Regions from separate parts of the Rattus norvegicus genome. Here region 1 is linked to region 2. Evidence: chromatin contacts called from public Hi-C data. All regions are on one chromosome and are shown on one strand. Each heading gives the region's core, a stretch centred on a gene start, on an enhancer-like site or on the middle of the called end of the contact. The rest is flanking DNA. Distances are from core to core; before and after follow the strand shown. Region 1 holds the start of Pik3r4 (phosphoinositide-3-kinase, regulatory subunit 4). Region 2 holds the start of Atp2c1 (ATPase secretory pathway Ca2+ transporting 1).

Region 1 (4,110 bases), core at 460-2,959, 140 kb after region 2:
GGCAATCAAACAGGAAACTACATTTAAGACTTTGACAAAGGATTTAAATAGTCACCTTCCCAGGGAGGAGAAACAGATGGGCAACAGGTCCAGGAAGAGATGGGAAACATCATTAATCCTTGGGGAACTGCGAATCAAACCAAAAGGAGATGTCACTTTGTTCCTACTAAGATGGTCTATTAATGGAAAATGGATGACGTCATTGCCAGAAAGGACACAGAAGAATCAGGAGCCCCGTATTGTGCTGGTGGGGATGTAAGGATGGGTACTCTGTGGAAAAGAAGTTGGCAGTTTCTCAAAACGTTAAACTCAGGGCTCTGATATGAATACACATGTCATCTCCTTGGCATTTGTATTTGAAACACACCACAGTGTAAAGACTTACACACACATGTTCCTACAAGCTTTATTCCTGATAACCAAGAAGCAGACACAAATCCCATTTGCTGACAGACCAGATGACACAATGTAGCATTTCCACACAAGGGAATGCTTGGTAAGGAAAAGAAATGGAGCACCAAAAACCACAGCCATGATGACCTTCAACATTTGGCAAATGCAAAGAAATCAGACTATATGTTTTATTCTTCCTATTTGAAATGTCCAGAATAGGCAACGTCTTACAGAAACACAATGAAATGATTGCCTATTGCTGGGAGGCAAAGTGGCAGGGAGGGAGGGAGGGAAGGAAGGAGGGAGAAATGACAAGGGACTGCTCACAGCTTCAGGCTTTTCTTTGGTGAAACAGTCTGAAATGCAGAATACAACCTTGCCTTTAAAAATAAAGTGAATAAAAAATTAAAACCAGTTCATCTTGACACTTTGAAAAAATGTTTTTGACTTGATTTTTAAGAAAATCTTATACATGTATAATGTGATTACTGTCATCCCCCACTCCTAATAACCGATACTTTCTTTTTTTTAAATTTTTTTTTCGGAGCTGGGGACCGAACCCAGGGCCTTGCGCTTGCTAGGCAAGCGCTCTACCACTGAGCTAAATCCGCAACCCCTTAACCGATACTTTCAAACCTGTCTTTTTTTTTTTTTTTTTCTCAAGACCCACCAAGTTTAGGCAGTGAGTTTGGGACTATGGATTGGAGCCTGGTAGGCACTCAGTAGGGACTCAATTGAAGAAAGTGAGTGTTTCTCTCCTAGAATACATTAGAAGCCAAGAGTTTAGAGTGGTAGGGTGCATATCCTTCCCCAATAGCAGTTACTCCTGCTGTGAGGTCATGACTGGTTTGGCTCAGCCATACCCAGATAACTTGGGTGTGTATATACAAAATATGCACGCAGACAAACATACATGCATGCATACATACATACATACATACATTTTTGTGGAGAGAGGATCTCTCTTTATAGATAGGCTAGCCTCTAACAGAGAGCCACTGTCTCTATCTTCTGAGTAATGAGATTAAAGATTCCTGTCACCCCAATTGTGCACTTTTTAAACCGACGAACTTTATGATACATAAATTCTCACTCAATAAAGTTGCAATCCAACTTGTTTGGGGAACTAGGTTTTCTAAGTACGTGGGTAAGTTTTTTTAGAGCCAGCGGCCCCGGAGTCTAGTGAAGGAAAGCACCTTCAGCTTAGGGCAGTGAGGTCACGCCTCCTTCCCTTGTCTCCTAGCAACCGGCTTCCTACTGAACGCTTCCTCAAGTCTCCCTCCGTCACTTCCGTTCTCAACAGGAAGTGAAGTCAACCCAGCGGCTTTCCCGGGAGTTCAGCGTTCGCCGCAGGTGAAGTAGTCTTCCTGGACGGGTGCTGGCACTGTCCCCCGTCCAGGGCTGGCGCAAAGGCCCGGGGATCCGGGGACTCGAACACGCGCGGGCCCAGGGCGGCAGGGGAGGAGCCTCAGGCGAGGCTGCTGGTTGTCCGGAGTCCCGAGTATGCTTGCTCTCCCAGTTGTTCACCCCCAGCTCTAGATTTCGGACATTTCTGCGCTCCTCCCCCAACGACCCCAGGTCCTCTGTCTGAAAGGAAGACCCCTCACAGAAAACACTCTCCTCGCCGACTTCTGTTCACGCCCAAGCCCCTCAGCTCTGCCAAGACCTCCCTGGGATCTTTCAGCGACTTTTGAGTTGCCAGAGGCCTGGGGTAAATGTTTCCCTGAGTGCTAAACTGTGCGGTAGGGAGATAGTTCCTGCAAAATACGGGGTTAGGTAACTTGGGGCAGTGTGCATTTTGCCTTACTTTTCTTGAATGTCTCTGGCGGGGTTTCTTGTTGCAAACTGGGGGAGTTTGCCTTGGTTTCGGAGGAGGGAGACATCACCGCAAGGCGGCTGGAGGGGCCCAGTTGATGCTCATTTTATAGATCTGTCTGACCCAGGAATTAAATGACCCGTTTGTGTCATGTGATTCTTTCATTTAAGCGTTTAATGTGTTTCTTACCTGCAACTAAAATGTAGTTTTCTCGGGCAAGGACTGAGTCATCCGGTACCTTTGCGACTTCCAAAGTGTCAAACACTACTGAACAGTCAGGGTAAAGGTGCAGCCAGACTTTAAAATCTGAACATCAGTGAATACATGTTTCAACATTTTAGCTTAATGTTTAAGAGATCACGTTGGAATGGTGGGATCTCAGCACTTGGGAGGTGGAGGATAAAGGATCTGGAGTTCCAACCCCCTCCTGGGCTACACAAGACCTTATCTTAAAAACAAAAATTAAAACGTTGAAGGCATGCATATATTTAAACATGATTTAGTTACTGGAAAGGATGGCGTGAAGTAGCACCATCTTTTTAGATAAAAGTAATAAAACCTATTTAGGTAAATTTTTCTGAATTTACTTAGTAAATAATGATGCAACTGTCTTTTAGGAAAAGGCCAAATCATGGCAATTTCACTGTTTGTTTCTCTCCCTCTTCCCATCCTTTTATATAGGTATTGTGTGTTAACCTGCCAACCCAGGGGTGCCCATCATTATGGGAAACCAACTAGCTGGTATTGCTCCTTCCCAGATCCTGTCCGTAGAGAGCTACTTCTCAGACATCCATGACTTTGAATATGATAAGAGTCTGGGAAGTACTCGGTTTTTTAAAGTTGCTCGAGCGAAGCACCGGGAGGGCCTGGTGGTTGTGAAGGTCTTTGCAATCCAGGATCCCACGTTGCCTTTAACTAGTTATAAACAGGAGCTGGAGGAACTGAAAATCAGGCTCCATTCGGCCCAGAACTGCTTACCTTTCCAGAAAGCAGCAGAAAAAGCATCGGAGAAAGCGGCCATGCTGTTCAGGCAGTACGTGAGGGACAACCTCTACGACCGTATCAGTACCCGTCCCTTCTTAAATAACATCGAGAAGCGCTGGATCGCCTTCCAGATCCTGACAGCTGTGGACCAAGCACACAAGTCTGGAGTCCGCCACGGTGACATCAAGACAGAGAACGTGATGGTCACCAGTTGGAACTGGGTTCTCCTCACTGATTTTGCCAGTTTTAAGCCCACTTATCTTCCAGAGGACAACCCAGCAGATTTCAACTATTTCTTTGACACCTCGAGGAGGAGGACTTGCTACATCGCCCCTGAGCGTTTCGTGGATGGCGGTATGTTCGCCACCGAGTTAGAATACATGAGAGATCCCTCAACTCCTCTTGTCGACCTAAATAGCAATCAGAGAACACGGGGAGAGTTGAAGAGGGCCATGGACATCTTTTCAGCAGGTATGTGAGTCAGTCACTGACAAACAGAAATGTAGCTTTTTGTAAATTGACCGATTTTCAAAGGTTTCTTGCTGTACCCTCTTAAGACTGTTTCAGACAGATACATGATTTCCTCATTGGACTTGCTTCAGTGATGAGGAGATGCAAAATACTTCTCATTCATTTAAACAAATGAGAACATATACTTCGCAGTGCTGGTGGCACGCAAGGATGCTACGTGTCAGGTTTAAGAGAGAAAAAGTCTGTTTCACCTTGTGTTTGCTACGGTGGTGATCAGCCTAAGTCACTTTCACCTTGTGTTTGCTACGGTGGTGATCAGCCTAAGTCACTGTTATAGAAGCACATAGTTAAATAAGCCTCTGGGAGTGATAGGTGGAGAGGCAGTGTCAGAAAAGGCCTCCCCTAGAGAGGTGGTGTTCAAACTGAGGCCTACAGCGGGACTGGCG
Region 2 (4,333 bases), core at 998-3,497:
GCTGACAAGCGCTAGCTCCATTACTCGCACTCTGATTCCTAAGACACCGAGAAAGGAAACCAACAGCCAAGTATCCACCTACTTCAGGCTACTCTGCTAAATCTGGTAATACTCTGAAAATAGCTCGGATATGTACAGTAACTCTGAGATTTACTTACAGAGATTTCTAAATAGAAACCGCTATATGAATGGGCTTAATATTGTCTTATAAAAAAAATCTGACTTTCTGAAATCTATAAAAGACAAGAGGATAATTTTTCATACCATCAGAAAAAAAACACAACTGCTTTCCTCAAGATCCAATTAGCATAAACTCCTCTGCAGTTACACACTTCAGTGTGTCAGAAAACGCATTCCACCAACTATCCCTCTAGAATGAAACGGGCCAAGTTAACCATGCCTCTCACCATATTTCCTACATATGCCACGGTTCTCCAATCGCACAACAGATTACGACATCCACAAGAAACACCTATTTTAAGATTTAAAGTCCTACTTAGCCAATCAAGCTTACATTCTCAACAATGGGAAAAGCATTCAACTTACACTGCAGCTCCTGTGTACCAGATACAGATTTTAAAAGCAAACAAGGGAAGGGAGGAAGAAATGATTTGTCAAGTACCTTTTCTAGCATCTTGCAGTCCAGTCAAAAAGGGAGGTGGGGAAAAAAGAAAGATAATTATACACAAGCCAGAAAGTCAGCATAAACAATAAACATGGTTAGTTCAAGAGGGAAGAAAAATCATTTACTCAGTTAGTCAATACTTTTTAAAACCTAAGTGCTATAAATGAGAAGCATTATTTGAATGAGGCCAAAGCGATCCAGTAATGTGACAGACAAATGCGTCCAAACACGATGTGTAATAGGGACAAACAGGTTCCACTGTCAACCTCCCAAAGATGTTTTGAAATAGGGCGGGACTTTAAGACAGGAAACTCTCTGAAAATTTCATTAAACTAAAGGGTTAGGGTGTTTTGATTTTGGGTTTGTTTTTTTTTTCCCCCTTAATCTGAGTTCAAAAACGCTTTTTGTCAAAGCTGGAATTTATTTTAGAAATCTTTTTATGATTCAGTCACACGCCCTAACAAAGCTTGCTACGCAAATATACAGAGATCTGACCCACTGCCTTCTCTGCCCCTTTCCACTTCGCACCCACGGATTCCTTTCAAAGAGCTATAAGGATGTGCTCAGATGCTATCTCAAATGAAAACTTCCGTTCCATTCCCTAAGCTAAAGAAAATAACCATTTCCCAGGAAAGCAGAATCAAGCTGTCACCCGCAGAACCTTAATCCCCGCAATGCCCATGTTACCAAAATAAAAGCTACATGCCCTTAGGGAAGCAAATCCTCTGACATTTCACATGCAAAGGGGGAGAAAAATCAATTACATAAAATCAGGAAAATAAAAAGGTGGGAAAGGACAACTTAAAAAGCAAACCACCACACCCTCAACTCTTGTATTACAAGCCCATCTGCCAGGGGCCTTTACCTTCATTTTCCATCGAAACTGCACTCTGGTTGATGGCTACAAAGTCTTTAGTGTCAGCCACGGCCACACTGGGAATAGAGAGGAGAGGAGGAGGACAAGGAAGAGAAGACCCTGGAATCCCAGGCTGTCACCCCCGCTCCCGGCCACGCGTCCCACGGCTGCTCCCACCACCCCTAGCAGCAGCATCTGCAAGAGAAACCAGGAGAAGCGGAGCTGAGAGGGGAGAGGAGCAGGGCGACCCCCGCCCAGCCGCCGCCACCACCCTAGCCCACCCCCTGCGCCGCCTGCAGCGCCAGCGACACACACCAGCCGGGCGGCGCCCTAGAGGCGCCCTACGGGCAAGAGACGTTCCCCGGACGCCCCCTTCCCTCCGGACCTGGAAGTTTCTGGAAATAGGGGCAGGAGTAAATACCCGGAATCCTCCCTGGCACCCCAAGACGTCCTCCCTCCCTCCAAGCTGCGAGGACTCACTCGCGGGGCTGCGGGGGCGCCCCACGCGCCTCGGGCGAACGGGCACTGCTGGCGGCACGGTGGCGCCACACGGAGCCCAGCCGCGTCCGGAGGAGAACGAGCAGGATGGTGGCAGGGAGGGGAGAGGAGGAGCGGCGAGGGGCCCGTCAAGCTTGGCCCGCCGGCTCCGCGCGTCTCCGCGCACGGCCGAGCAGCTCTGCTCCCGCCTCCACCTCCTGCGCTCCGCCCCTCCCTGCCGCCCGCCGCCCGGCGCTCCCTGCACTACACCGCCCGCCGCCCACCGAGCTTTGTCGCTACCACTTCCGCCGGGAGAGGCGCGCGCGCAGGCGCACTCCGGCTCTCTGCGAGGGTGAGCGGAAGTGCAGTGAAGCGAGCCTGCGGGCCCTAATGGACGTTGTCTGGGGATGCAGAGGGTTTGTAGGAGAGCGCGCGGGGCCCAAGGCTAACCCTTGGGCTCTCAGGATAGCGCCTGCCCACTTTCCACACACCCGCCGGCCCAAGGGGCGGAAGCACACCCGTCCCTGTCTCCAGCCACACATTCTCTCCAGGAGGCCGGGGGAACGAGACCGAGACAGGCACAGCCATAGCCGTGTCACAGAGTCGCCTGGGCGCTCTCTGCACAGCTCTGGAAGTCTCTCCCAACTCACAGCCGTCACAATCTCCTCGGACGACGCAGAGAGAAGCTGGTGTTCCTGTCAGCGGCCTCCTCCACGCCGTACCCTCACTTGTAAACACGAGCTCTGGCTGCGTCTCTGGTCTTGCGAGGACTAGTCATCATGGAGCCGGTTTCCAAAATCCTTTCCTGCTCAGGAGTGTGCTCTGAAGCCCCAGGTTTATGAAAGGTTCAGAATGACAGCTCGAGGAAGGACCCCTGACCTTTCTCATTGAGTATATGCAACCAGAATAGCTGGGATAGAATCTAGAAATCAGTCGCCTTCCCATCGAAGCCGAAGAACCAATATTACTTTGGCCGCTATCATTTTCCAAGTCAGCCTTTCACTTAGCACCTCACACAAGCCCCTAGTAAATGATTTTTAATGAATAGTTGCTATTCTTAAAGCGCAGGTAGCCATTGAACCACTCTCACCTATATCCACTAGAGGGCAGGACTGCACCTGTGGCCAGTGCTGGAGCATCCTCCAAAGACCCCTCCCTTGCCATCTGCTCCAAAGAAAAAGCCTCTACAGCTATTTTTCCTCCGTGACCAAATAACCATTAAAAAAAATTGCTCTTCTATATCGGTTCCTATAACATGCTTCCAACACACGTTCAACATAATGGACCAAGTTGTCTGTCTTACTATGCAGGGTGCCTGTTAAGCTCATTTGGAATCAAAACTTCTGGATAGCTTCTGGCTTGACGTACACACTCCTTCTATTTTGAAAAATGAGCTATTGCTAGACATAGTAGTTCATGCCACTCAAAGGAAACAGAAGCGGAGGATGGCCACAATTTCCAGGCCGCGCTAGTGTAGAAATCTATAATTCATCTCCACTTCGGTATGCATGCTTAATGATGTTTATATGCCCCATGGCATAAGCCTGTGGCTTCTATAATAAAATTGCTGTCTGGTGCTCAGTTTTAAAGTTGGTTTGTAACAGTTATTACTTACAGAATATTAATGTTGCAACAAGCATAATTTAAAACACAGTTTATAAGGAAGATTACATTGTATAAACACTTAGAATTCAACAACTTTATGGTTGTGCTGGGGTTTCTTTTTATCAACTTAACACAGCTGGTGTCAGCTGGTAAAATGGAAGCTCAAAATGTCTCCATCACATAGACCTACATTCAGGGAAGTCTGTGGGGAAGTAATTGAGGTATGTGGGAGTACCCAGAAACTATGGGTGGTCTTGGGTTATACACAGTGGGAAGCCAAGGGAACCATGAGAAGCAAGTCAGGAAGCAGTGTTCCTCCTTGGGCTCTGCTTCAGTTTCTGCCTCCAGGTCCCTGCTTTGGATTGCTTCAGTGATAGAAAGTATAAACCAAGTAAACCCTTTCCTGCTGCTTCTGATGGCTTATGACAGCAAAAGAAAAGAAAATTAGGGCCTCTGTATTGTTAGTTATTGGACTGATTAGCTGAAACTACACGTGTGTTGCTTGAGATGGGTTTCCCATTCTGTACCAGATCACTAACTATCCCACACTAGCCAACATCAGTAACATCAACTTCTATTTCCTACGATTGAGAGTTAGAATTTGTTATGTATATGCATACAATTTACATATTAAAGCTTTAATTAATACTATTAAAGCCAGAGCAGCATGCTCTCCTCTTTCATTTCCTCCTCAGAGCATGCTGGATCCTTCTGTGAGTGTTATATAGCTATTCCCACCTCAGTGTGTAAGAAGGAAACTAAAATGCAAA

What was found. Hi-C and Micro-C count contacts between places; a contact is called where the count stands out from the background.
Region 1: a Hi-C map of hepatocytes shows a contact between it and region 2, with 2.7 times the contacts expected there. The contact joins the promoter of Pik3r4 here to the promoter of Atp2c1 in region 2. A contact is called at or near these places in 3 of 12 Hi-C or Micro-C datasets (the Rat2 cell line, hepatocytes and mammary epithelial cells).

What each region holds. Positions count from the first base shown.
Region 1 is chr8:115,144,978-115,149,087 of GRCr8, forward strand. Pik3r4 (phosphoinositide-3-kinase, regulatory subunit 4) reads left to right here and starts at 1,710. Exons shown (of 20, transcript NM_001401214.1): 1 at 1,710-2,104; 2 at 2,891-3,664. The coding sequence starts at 2,932. It also overlaps a transcript of Rpl29 not described here.
Region 2 is chr8:115,007,834-115,012,166 of GRCr8, forward strand. Atp2c1 (ATPase secretory pathway Ca2+ transporting 1) reads right to left here and starts at 2,248. Exons shown (of 28, transcript NM_131907.2): 1 at 1,962-2,248; 2 at 1,491-1,676. The coding sequence starts at 1,496.